Linked DNA regions of Triticum aestivum: region 1 is linked to region 2. A link is a contact called in public Hi-C data. All regions are on one chromosome and are shown on one strand. The core of a region is the stretch at or near the end of the contact, and the rest is flanking DNA. Distances in the headings are between cores, read along the strand shown.

The links. Hi-C and Micro-C count contacts between places; a contact is called where the count stands out from the background.
Region 1: a contact with region 2 is called in a Hi-C map of leaf, with 4 times the contacts expected there. The contact joins the enhancer-like site here to the promoter of LOC123127719 in region 2. A contact is called at or near these places in 2 of 5 Hi-C or Micro-C datasets (both in leaf).

What each region holds. Positions count from the first base shown.
Region 1 is chr6A:422,842,875-422,847,963 of IWGSC CS RefSeq v2.1, reverse strand. No RefSeq gene overlaps it. Among protein-coding and RNA genes, the nearest start is that of LOC123127723, 15 kb to the right of the region's middle. Within about 2 kb of position 2,228, at least 8 of the 8 cell types and tissues checked have an H3K27ac peak or open chromatin away from gene starts, as enhancers often do. A contact at or near this core is called in leaf, where this site is marked.
Region 2 is chr6A:422,243,497-422,248,708 of IWGSC CS RefSeq v2.1, reverse strand. LOC123127719 (ubiquitin carboxyl-terminal hydrolase 19) reads left to right here and starts at 2,972. Exons shown (of 16, transcript XM_044547535.1): 1 at 2,972-3,099; 2 at 4,132-4,203.

The DNA.
Region 1 (5,089 bases), core at 979-3,478, 600 kb before region 2:
ACCTTCGCTGTTGTACCCATATTTGGGGCCAACCAAACTGTGTAGCCATCTGTCATCTTGGAAGTCTCCAGACGAGCTCGTGCCCAAGAAGCTCCGGTGTCAGGATAGAACGGTAATACATGCCTGTGCTTTAAATATATGTTTAAACCATAAAATTGATTTGTTCCTTTCAATGGTATGTCAACATGCATTTCCAAGTATATGCACTACATGTTGCTATCAAATGACTCACTTCTAATGCATTGCTTCTTAGCTGAATATATGTTTGTTTGTTATACTTTTTTCCTTAGAAACTACTGTTCTCAAGTGGAGAGTGGAGACATGATTGTAAAGGTCATCCCTTGTAATCTCAACTAAAATAAGCGGATGTCTAGCTGATGTTGGCATACATGGAAATTCGTCTTGTCTTTTATTGGTTAACACCCAATAGGCTTCACCAAATTGTTTTGAATTTTGCTTTTATACATCAACTAGATGATTGTCATTATATTTAATTGGCAACATCATGTAAACCCTGTGTACAAGAAAAATCTTAGAAAACTCAGGTGGCAGTTAGCTATGAAGTATATCCATTTTATTACAACTTGCTTATGATGTACTATACTTGTCCAACACAAAACTCAAACTCACAACACAGGTACCTAAATCATATTTGTAAATCAACATCAGAAAAGAAAAGGAAAAAACAATTGGTTCCAACAAACAGGTCGAGCAGCTCACGCCGCTTGCAGCTATTTCTTTGGGTACATTTTCATGCTTCATCAGGATAGGGGGAGGCATCACCATTCACCAAGTCTATGTATCTTTCCCAAGCCAGGCAAAGATGAAGTCTCGTCTTTTTTTTTTAGAAACGATGTCTCATCTTGTTGATGCACGTGAATTTCATGTGCATGCTTACTAGTGTTTGAAAGTTGTGCATGTGCATGTGTTTTTGTTTCTTGATACACGCTTCCATGAGCTGAACTAAGACTACCCACAATGAAAGTAATATAGGTAGTAACATCACACATATCTAGATAAAATAGATGATGTGGCAAGCAATAAATAAAGATAAAGAGCCGTGTGATAACATAGCTATTTACTACTAGTATGAGTAATATCACACATATCAAGGCAAGATGAGTCTATAGCCTAATAAATAAAGTGTTGCATGTTATCACACATATGTTACTCCCCACTATAGATGTAGTAACATAGAGTAGTAACATGCCCATGTTACTACTTTATGTTATTACCCATTGTGGCTAGTCTCTAATGCGGATCACCAAAACATGTCATTCAATGTTTGTACACATAGAAGGAGTTCAAAATCTCATAAATTGATAGCAAATAGGGGGAGTTTGAGAGAATTCGCACGATATGTGAACACCGCCAACTCAGCCGGTGAACACATCCGAAGTGTCCGCGGACATTTAGCGCTGCTTGTCACAGATGCATGTAGCGCTAGCATGAGTTAGGTTAACCGTCACTAGCTGTCTAAAACTTAAAGTGCGTGCGTCATGCCTTACGTCAGTCTAAGCAAATCGATGGTTCTGGTGTGCGGTACTCGATTGCGACCCTTTGTGAGGCAACTAAAATGCATTTGGTTGGCGGATAAGCTTGAACCACAGCTTGGAGACAGCTATCTGGTTGCTTGGAGGACAGGATACACAGAAGGTGCCCAGCCAGGGACCAAACATTGTCCTCTTCTTAACAACGACGGTTATACTCCTAATTAGTAATTTTTAATAAGCTGATCATCGATGAATATTACAACAAGGCTACTGCTCCTCCGCCGAGCGTAATAAGCCGCGATCGTTAGTTTTACTACTTTTACACATTTGCCACTACTGTCCTCTCAAAGCTATGCGACCGCGTCGGTGGCGTAAAGAACGAAAGCACCCTCACATGTCTGAGAAGATACGTGCACATCCATATAGTTCACGCAAGAATATGCGCTCGCCCGTCCACCGCACCGCCTTTTCAGGCCACGATCAGTCCACCACACTACCCTTGCCTAGCGCTCCAGCCGCACCACGCTGCCGTACGACTCACAAAAGCAAAACCGGCCGGGACAGGCGCACCGGCCACGTACGTACGGCACGGCTTATATAATTGCCCGCTCGTATCAAACGCCTCGCCGTCACCGTTAAATCGCCGCGACGGGGACGGCCGGGACGGGACAAGACGGCCCGTCACACGCGGCCACCGTCGCGGACGCGTGGGCTCGCCCTATTGGCTCAGACCCGTCACGGACACCGACGTGCCGGCCCGCGATTGGTGGTGGCGCCCGGCCGTGCTTTGGGCGCCCGGAAAGGGTCCGCGCGGGACGGCCGCAGGGCTCCCCGAAAGGCCGTTACGAATGGGGCCGTTACTGTTGGCCCACTCACTCACATGGCCAGTCGGGCATTGGCGCATCTGCTTATCGCCATTAATCCTCCGCCCGAGGCGGGCCCCACCGAATTAAAGCCGTCTGCGTCGAGGTGTCTCGCGTCCCCCCACCAGCCACCAGACGAGGCAGATCAACAGAGTCAAGTTGCAATAAACAACCTTGTTTTTGTTAGCAGACGGACAACAATGTCATTAGCTACCACCCAGCCAGATTCCCTCGTATTTTAATCTGGTGGTTGCAGCGCAATCTCCTCTTGTCTTGTATACACACACTAGACGTACCCGTCGACGCAGATCTTTTCTAGAAGGCTGTCTTACCTGATGAACGAATTGCAAAAAAAAAAAAAAAAAATCTTACCTGTTGAACTGAATGTAAAACGTAAATAGTCCATGCTTACTCCTGCACTCAGAAACTTCAAATGGAGCAACAGAAGTCATATGTCGTGTTGCTGACTGTGAATGCTATTTTGTGTGTACTATGGCCTGGTGCTCTGTTTCACCCTCAGTCATATCATATTTTCCTGGATCGTTCTTTGGTTAAAACGTTTGGTTGCTTGAATTTTCCAGCTGTATTATTAGGGCTGCATCATTGGTTAATGGGCCCCAGTTGCCACTCAAACACGTACTGTACACCTGTAGAAGCATCAGCACTAGATAACCTCGCCATTAAGCGAGAGTGGCCCGCAATCAACAGATGTTGAGGGCGATGTTTGACGGTATCCTTAATCCATGTCCTCTTTTCCAGTTTTTTTTCTCCAAGAAAATCCTGCTAAAAGGAACGGAAATGCTGTGCAGACGATGGATCGATCGCACGACAGTTGGACGATGCCACATCCAGCCGTTCACTGGACTTCGATGACATGCATGGACGACCTGATGTGCAGCGTCGTGCACAAATCGTTCGCGCATCGTCGTCTGCGTAGCAGCGCTCTAAAAGGAATCCTTGCCTCGCTCCAACCAATGTCTATCGCTACCCCTATTGCACGCACCCCAGAGCACTCTACGAACTTGATTCCATCCCTGCCCCCAGTTCAGGAGGAATATTCGTTCTCTCTTCTGCTCCTCCGTCCCACAGAACATAATGTGGTATTTGACAAAAAAAAATATCATATTAGGAGTTACCGTCCCACAAAACTACCATTTAAAAAAAATGATCGATAACTACTAATTTTTTTTAATTTTGTGACTAAAAACTACCACTTTTGAAAAATGATCCGCTTAGACGATTTAGACACGTTTATGACATGCGGGACCCACCCATCAGGGCTGACGTGGTGGCAAAGTCAATTCTGTTTACTTTGACCGTTACATTGACCGTTATTACAAGTGGGGTCCACCTGTCAGCATCACTCTTCTTCTTCCTTCTCCTCCTTTCTCTCTTTGCCATTCCCTCAAACACCTTGTGTGCACCCGCGAGCTACCTCCGCCATCCTCCGCTGCCGGCGCTCACCTCTCCTCATGCCTCGATCCTGTCTGGAAAGGGAGAGCCCGAGCTGCCCAACCACTCCGGCGACCACCTCTCCCCCTCGCGTCACTCCGACGAGGTCACCTCTGCCGGCGACAACCGCCACCGGCATGCACGAACCAACCTAGCTAATACTCGCCTTGGTTCGAGCTCCCACATGAGCTCCTGGGGTGCTTCGTCGCCCGCCTCCTGCTCCTCCATGCAAGTGCAGCCGGCCCACACGGCCACGGTGCCGGACGCCGCCGAACTCGTGCGCCTTGTCGAGGAGCTGGAGGAGGCTCTGCCTTGGTCCGAGCTTCCACATGAGCTCCTGGGGCTCCTCGTCGCCCACCTCCCGTACTCCGTGCAGGTGTAGCCGGCGCGCGCGGCCACGACGCCGGGCGCCGCCAAGCTTGCGCGCCTCGTCGAGGAGCTGCATGACCGTGAGTCTTGCCCGCGCCCCGAGTTGCTCGAGCACAAGATCCTCAAGGAGGCCGTCGTCGAGGAGCTGCGTCCGGTGGTGGCGCCAAGGGCCTCGGAGGAAATTCTGTCAGCTTCGGCGGCCGCTTCCATAGTTCCAGTCGCCGTGGTTGCGCCGCCGTTCCAGTCCCCAACCAATGCTAGGGAGGTGTTGCGCCGGGGTGTCGTCATGGAGGTGTTCGAAGCTCAAGCCCTGGTGCACAACAAGTGTTCGAGGAAATGGCAAAGAGAGAGAGGAGGAGGAAGAAGAAGAGTGATGCTGACAGGTGGGCCCCACTTGTAATAACAGTCAACGTAACGGTCAAAATAAACGGAGTTGACTTTGCCGCCACATCAGCTCTGACGGGTGGGCCCCGCATGTCATAAATGTGTTTAAATCGTCTAAACTGGCCTTTTTTCAGAACTGGTAGTTGAAAGGATTGATATGGTTGACTAGAGGGGGGGTGAATAGGCAACTAATAATTTTTAGCTTTCTTTAACAATTTAAACTTTGCATCAAAGTAGGTTGTCTAGATATGCAACTAGGTGAGCAACCTATATGATGCAACGAGGATAGGTACACAAGCAAGCAAGAGATATGAAACAAGTAAGCTTGCTCAAATAAAGGCACGAGATAACCAAGAGTGGAGACGGTGAAGACGAGGATGTGTTGACGAAGTTCCTTCCCTTTGAGAGGAAGTACGTCTCCGTTGGAGCGGTGTGGAGGCACAATGCTCCCCAAGAAGCCACTAAGGCCACCGTATTTTCCTCACACCCTCACACAATGCGAGATGTCGTGATTCCACTATTGGTGCC
Region 2 (5,212 bases), core at 1,723-4,222:
TTTCAAATTAGTTAGGGGTTCCAAAAGATGTTCCCCTTTTATAAAAAAATAATTATGTTTTCATAGAAAAACACACCTTCATTTATTTCAAAATTTTAGAAAATGTTTGTGTTTTTTCAAAAACATTCAAATCCCTAAAACATTATTCACAATTTTGATAAAGGTTCACGTTTCAAAAAATATTCATTTTTTGATAAAAAAATTGAGTTTTCAAATTCCCAAATTGTTTCAGATCTGTCGCTTGCTGATGGTTCTTAATGCCATGCGCGTGCTCACAACTGGGAGGTTGCTTTCGTGCTCTGGAGCTCCCTGCTACAAGGGCCTGCAAATACATGGGATTTAGTGCATGTTCGGCAACGAACCGCTCCAACTGTTCCGCTCCGCTCGGCGCTGAAATGCGAAGCGGCAGAATGGCAGCTCCACCAAAATGAACTGTGCTCCGCTCCGCTCCGCCACTTCAGCTCCACGGAGTTGGGAGCCGGAGTGTTCCCGAACGGGCCCTTAGAATTATAGCCGGGCATTGCGTCGTCAGGGACATGGGGGCAGAATTAGCGATCAACGATCAACCCGTTGTTTTTTACTTATTGTGTAACCGTTAGAGCAACTCCAACGCACGTACTCATTTTGTCCATCACTGTCCGTTTGAATCGGAGCGGATAAAAATGGAAGCCCAACGCATCGACCCATTCACAAAAGGCATCCTTCTCGCGTCCGTGCCGACGCATTTGCGACTCAAATTTGGGCAGCAAACGCGTCGGCACAACCGCAAAGCGGATGCCTTGCACGCCTTCTCGGTGTCCGCCGTGTCCCCACCTGACGGCCATCCAACTATCACGGTTAGCTTAATTTATGATAACCGCCCATTTTGAGCCCACGCGTCAGCGACGACAGTCAGCCTTTTTTAATCCAAGCATGCGGGGGGAGGGGGGCATCCTTATCCGCTCCAAAAAGCCCCCCGTCCCCATCTCGGTCGCCATCTCGTCACCCTCTACCCCCCCGTCGGCGGCAGCAACCCTAGCCACCCCTCTCCCCTGCTGATGGGTTTCTTCTCAAGCAAAGGCAAGGGCAAGGAGCCCGCCACCCCTCTCCCCACCTCCCCCGTCCTCGCTGGCGTCTTCCCGCCGGTCAAGGCAGCGCGTGAACTTCCTAGTGCACCAGCCGAAATGGCACTGGGAGAACCGGGTGCCTCTCCCCTACACCGATGTCACCCTGCCACACGACTGGCACTTGAATCAGAGGATCCCAGTGTCGGCGGCGCCGCGGTCGGCGGGGGCGCACGCGGAGGAGGCGCGGGGTTGGCGGGCGCTACTGACACCGGAGCAGCGGCTCGACTCCGCCCCGTTGGTTCGCCTTCGAGCATGAGGAGGCCAGACGTCCGTGACGTCTCGCATGGCTCCCGACCAGCGCCCCTCGTCGTTAGCGATGAGGACAAGGAGGTGGAGGCCGCCTACCAGGTAGCCCTGGCGGCTGTCCTATAGGAAAGCGAGGAGGAGCGGCGCAGAGAGGAGGGGGAGGAGGAGGAGGAGGATGCGGCGTACGAGGCGCGCCTGGCAGAGGTCATGGCTCTGTCCGTGGTCGTGACTGCGTTGTGCCGCCGCTGGTCCCGCCATCCCCAGCCAAGCTGGAGCCGGAGTCGACCCGCATCGAGCGCTACTCCTGGACCGGGGTAGTGCGCGAGTGGGTCAGCGCGCCACCGGTGTGGTTGGGGGCAACGCCGGCACAGGAGTAGGCGTACCTCGAGCAATGACGCCAACAAAGGCTGACCAAGGAGCACCGCGAGGACGAGTACCTCGAAATGCTCGAACGCGACGCCGACGAAGAGCGTCGTGAGGCAGAGGAGGAGGCGCGCCTTGCCCAGCAGGCGGCGGCACAATCCCCGTTGTACAACATCGCCAGGCTCTGGAACACGATGTTCCCTTGGGCCGGCCCGGCGCCAACGCTGATCGACTTCACCGGCCCTGACGGCGAAGAGGACGACGCCTAGGCAACGCGCCGCCTAGTAGCCTTGTTAGTTAATGTAATGTAGACGCGTGGACTCTAGCCGGCCTTTGTGGCCGGCATTAACGTTTAATTAATATTTTTTTTCATTTTCATAATATTGGTGGTCTATTCTTTTCACGCGAACAAAAAAATAGGTCGGGCCAGCGTTGGATGCACGAGCTGACTCAAACACGGAAGCAGATATGGGTGTCCGTCTGGCCGACCCAAACAAACAAAAAATAAACAAAATTACCGTTCATTTGAGTCTGATTAAAGTTTCTCTTACATAAAATTAAAGTTGACTAGGTTGGAGCCTCACTACCGGACACACGAGCACGCGTGTGACCAACTCCTGTAGCACGCACGCCGGATGGACCGGCAGATCAGACTATGCATCTCTCGGTTGTCCCCACTCCCCACCCCAGAGCAGACGGTGGGGAGGCAGCCTGTATCTGAGCCAACCTCGGATGGCAAGGGGCGGAGAGCTTCTTCGGGAGCGCCCTCGTGTCCTCCACCGCGAACGGGTTCACGGGTGCTGGGTTTGTTTTGCGCGCGCATGACCGAACCGCCTGCTCGCCACGCCAGTGTTTTGGTTAGCATCCGCCGACGAGCCATTAAAGGCCTGCTCTCTGTAGCAAGGTCTTAACCTTCGGCTTTGTTTTTAGGGGTTGCTCGTTTGCTTTGTGTGATCGTGTAACGAACTTCCATCTTCCAGATTTGATGCGCCCAGTTTTTGTAGACTAACGGTACTCACGAAAAATATCAGATGAGGAGGATGGGATACATCTGTAATCTATGACTAGCTGCACATGAGCTCTATCTAGTGCAGCGCCGCGTAAAGTTATGAATAGCTGCACATGTTCCCGAAAACATGGGATGATTTAGATCAGCATGATGTCACCCTACTTTTATCATTCAGAAAAAAGTAAGCCAAAATTTCAGCGATTTGACCACACAGGGTCCCCGCGCCCCCCCCCCCCCCCCCGGCGCGCTCTACTGCGGCATTGCCTGCTACAAGGCATCGTTAAGCATCAGAATAGCAGAGAGGGATTGAGCGCCACAAGGAGAAGAGGAAAGATAAGCGCGGCGGCGCCGCCGCCACACCCAACCCTCCCGCCGGTAAGCCTCTCTTCTCCTCCAGTTTCTCCTGTTCCGCTCCTCCCGCAATAAAAAAACCTCCACTATATCGACGGCGCTGTCAGTCCATCACCACCTAAGCCCAACGCTGCGATGTCGCGTGCTTCCTCCACTCCGCCCGGCCACTCTGTCGGCGCCGGCACTGCCACCTTCGTCTCCTGACTTCTCCGCTGGGTCTGCACCCTTCTCCCTGGGCGGGCAAGGAGAAATCTCAACTTTCTACTACCACGGAAAGGGCGGCTTAGGCCCCGTCTACAAGGTCACGGGTCCGGGCGTCGATGGCAACTCCCGCTCTCTCGCACCTTGCCGCCGTGAGGCAAGCTATAGCTTTCACTGCAAATTTACACTCCAGTTATTAGTACTCTGCCGCCGTGGAGTAGTAAACTTGCGACCTGGCTTCTTCAGCGGCCTTACACAGGCTGCCGAGCCTTCCCCGCCGTCGCCTTTCGGGCCGTTCCGAGCCCTCCTTCCTGATTTGGATGGAGTGTAAATTACTGCTCCCTATAGTTGGCTCTGCGAGTCGTTTTTGCGTCTGATTTGTTCGTCTTGTGGTGCTCCAAAATGATGTTTCGGCATTTCCAGCCAGAAAAAAGCGCTGAGAGCATTCCAACGCGAGAAAGGTTGTGCTCGTCCAAAATCTGGCAGCGCCAACCCCGATGGCAGTCTCTTCCAAGAAATTTCTACTACGCCGCCGATTACAACAAAACATTTTTAAGCTCCATAACATGATTTCGCCCTCTGGAGCGTCGCACGCTTCGCTGCTAAGCTTGGCTCTTCAACTTTTCTCCCCGAAGGATGTAAAGATCCTTTTTTCGAGGGGAGCGCGTAGAGATCCACATATATGCGCAATGTCACATGGCTTTGATCCGTGTTAATCTTTTATTTGACATGTTTGATCCATGTTAATGTGGACAGAACCATGGGATAAATTAACTTTTGTTACCAGTTTCTTCTTTTGTACTAAGATGAAATAGAGTCATGATTGGAGTTTGTTTGTTTTTTCCTACCTTCAAGAGTAACAGCAGATCAGCTCCCAAGAAGGCTAGGGTTCAAGCCACCTCTTCTTCGGGAGAGTATAATCTGAAGGTTTTATTCTTCACACACTCCTTTCTGATTACTAGCTTAAAGTCTTGATTCTGTCTGTCTCTCTCTCTCTCTCTCCCTCTCTCTCTGGAGTATGTAATTTTCTGTTTACCAGCATAAGAACCTGTCAACCCTTGTTCTCACTCATCTCCCTCTCCGATACAAGACATTGCATATTTGTACTACATATAAAAATGTAGAATGCGCTCAAGGTGGTTTGATCGCTGGACTGCAGACTGCTCCTGGCGCTTGTAGGCTGGAGTAGCTTCCTTTCCTTCCTTGTATTGAAAACTTAGCTATATGCATGTTTGGTGCAACTGTATTAAGTAGTTGGAGGTGCTTTGAACTTTAGAGCTCTTTTTCTAGTTAGTAGCCTCATGAACATGCTCTGCATGCTGTTATGCTTGCTCTGGTTTCGTTAATGAAATGGAACCTTTTGCCCTCCTTATAGTCTAAAAATAAAAAATGTAGACCCTCTAACAATAAATGTAAAATACCCCAAGTGTTCCAATGTTCAACTTTGAGGATAAAAATCATACTGTACTCACACAAGAATCAAGTATTACTTTTATAACTTGCAATGTCCATATCCAATCGAAAAAAGATGTTACCAAACAAAACTGACCTATTGCCCCTTTGGCTATAGCAAGGCCTTGAACTCGGGCGTTCAGACCCGACGAATATCCTTTTTTTAGTCAATCCAGAATATCAGTGCATTCAAACATAATCATTTTTTTGACATTTCATTAATACATTTGGATTTATTATCATAGATAGTGTTTGAGATCCAAGTGATAGTATCAGGGCAGACTTAGCTATTGTTCCGGAAAAATGGCTTCTCATTTGGTCAATAAGTAGTACAATAATGTGTGGATTGTGTGATACAAAATACCTTTTTTTTGCGTGGATAAATAATACTTGTTGTTCCGTTCCAGTTTAAAAGCACTACCTGATCCTTGTGTGACTACGGGCGAAGTTTTCCACAAGATTTTTATGATCAATGTTGAACATT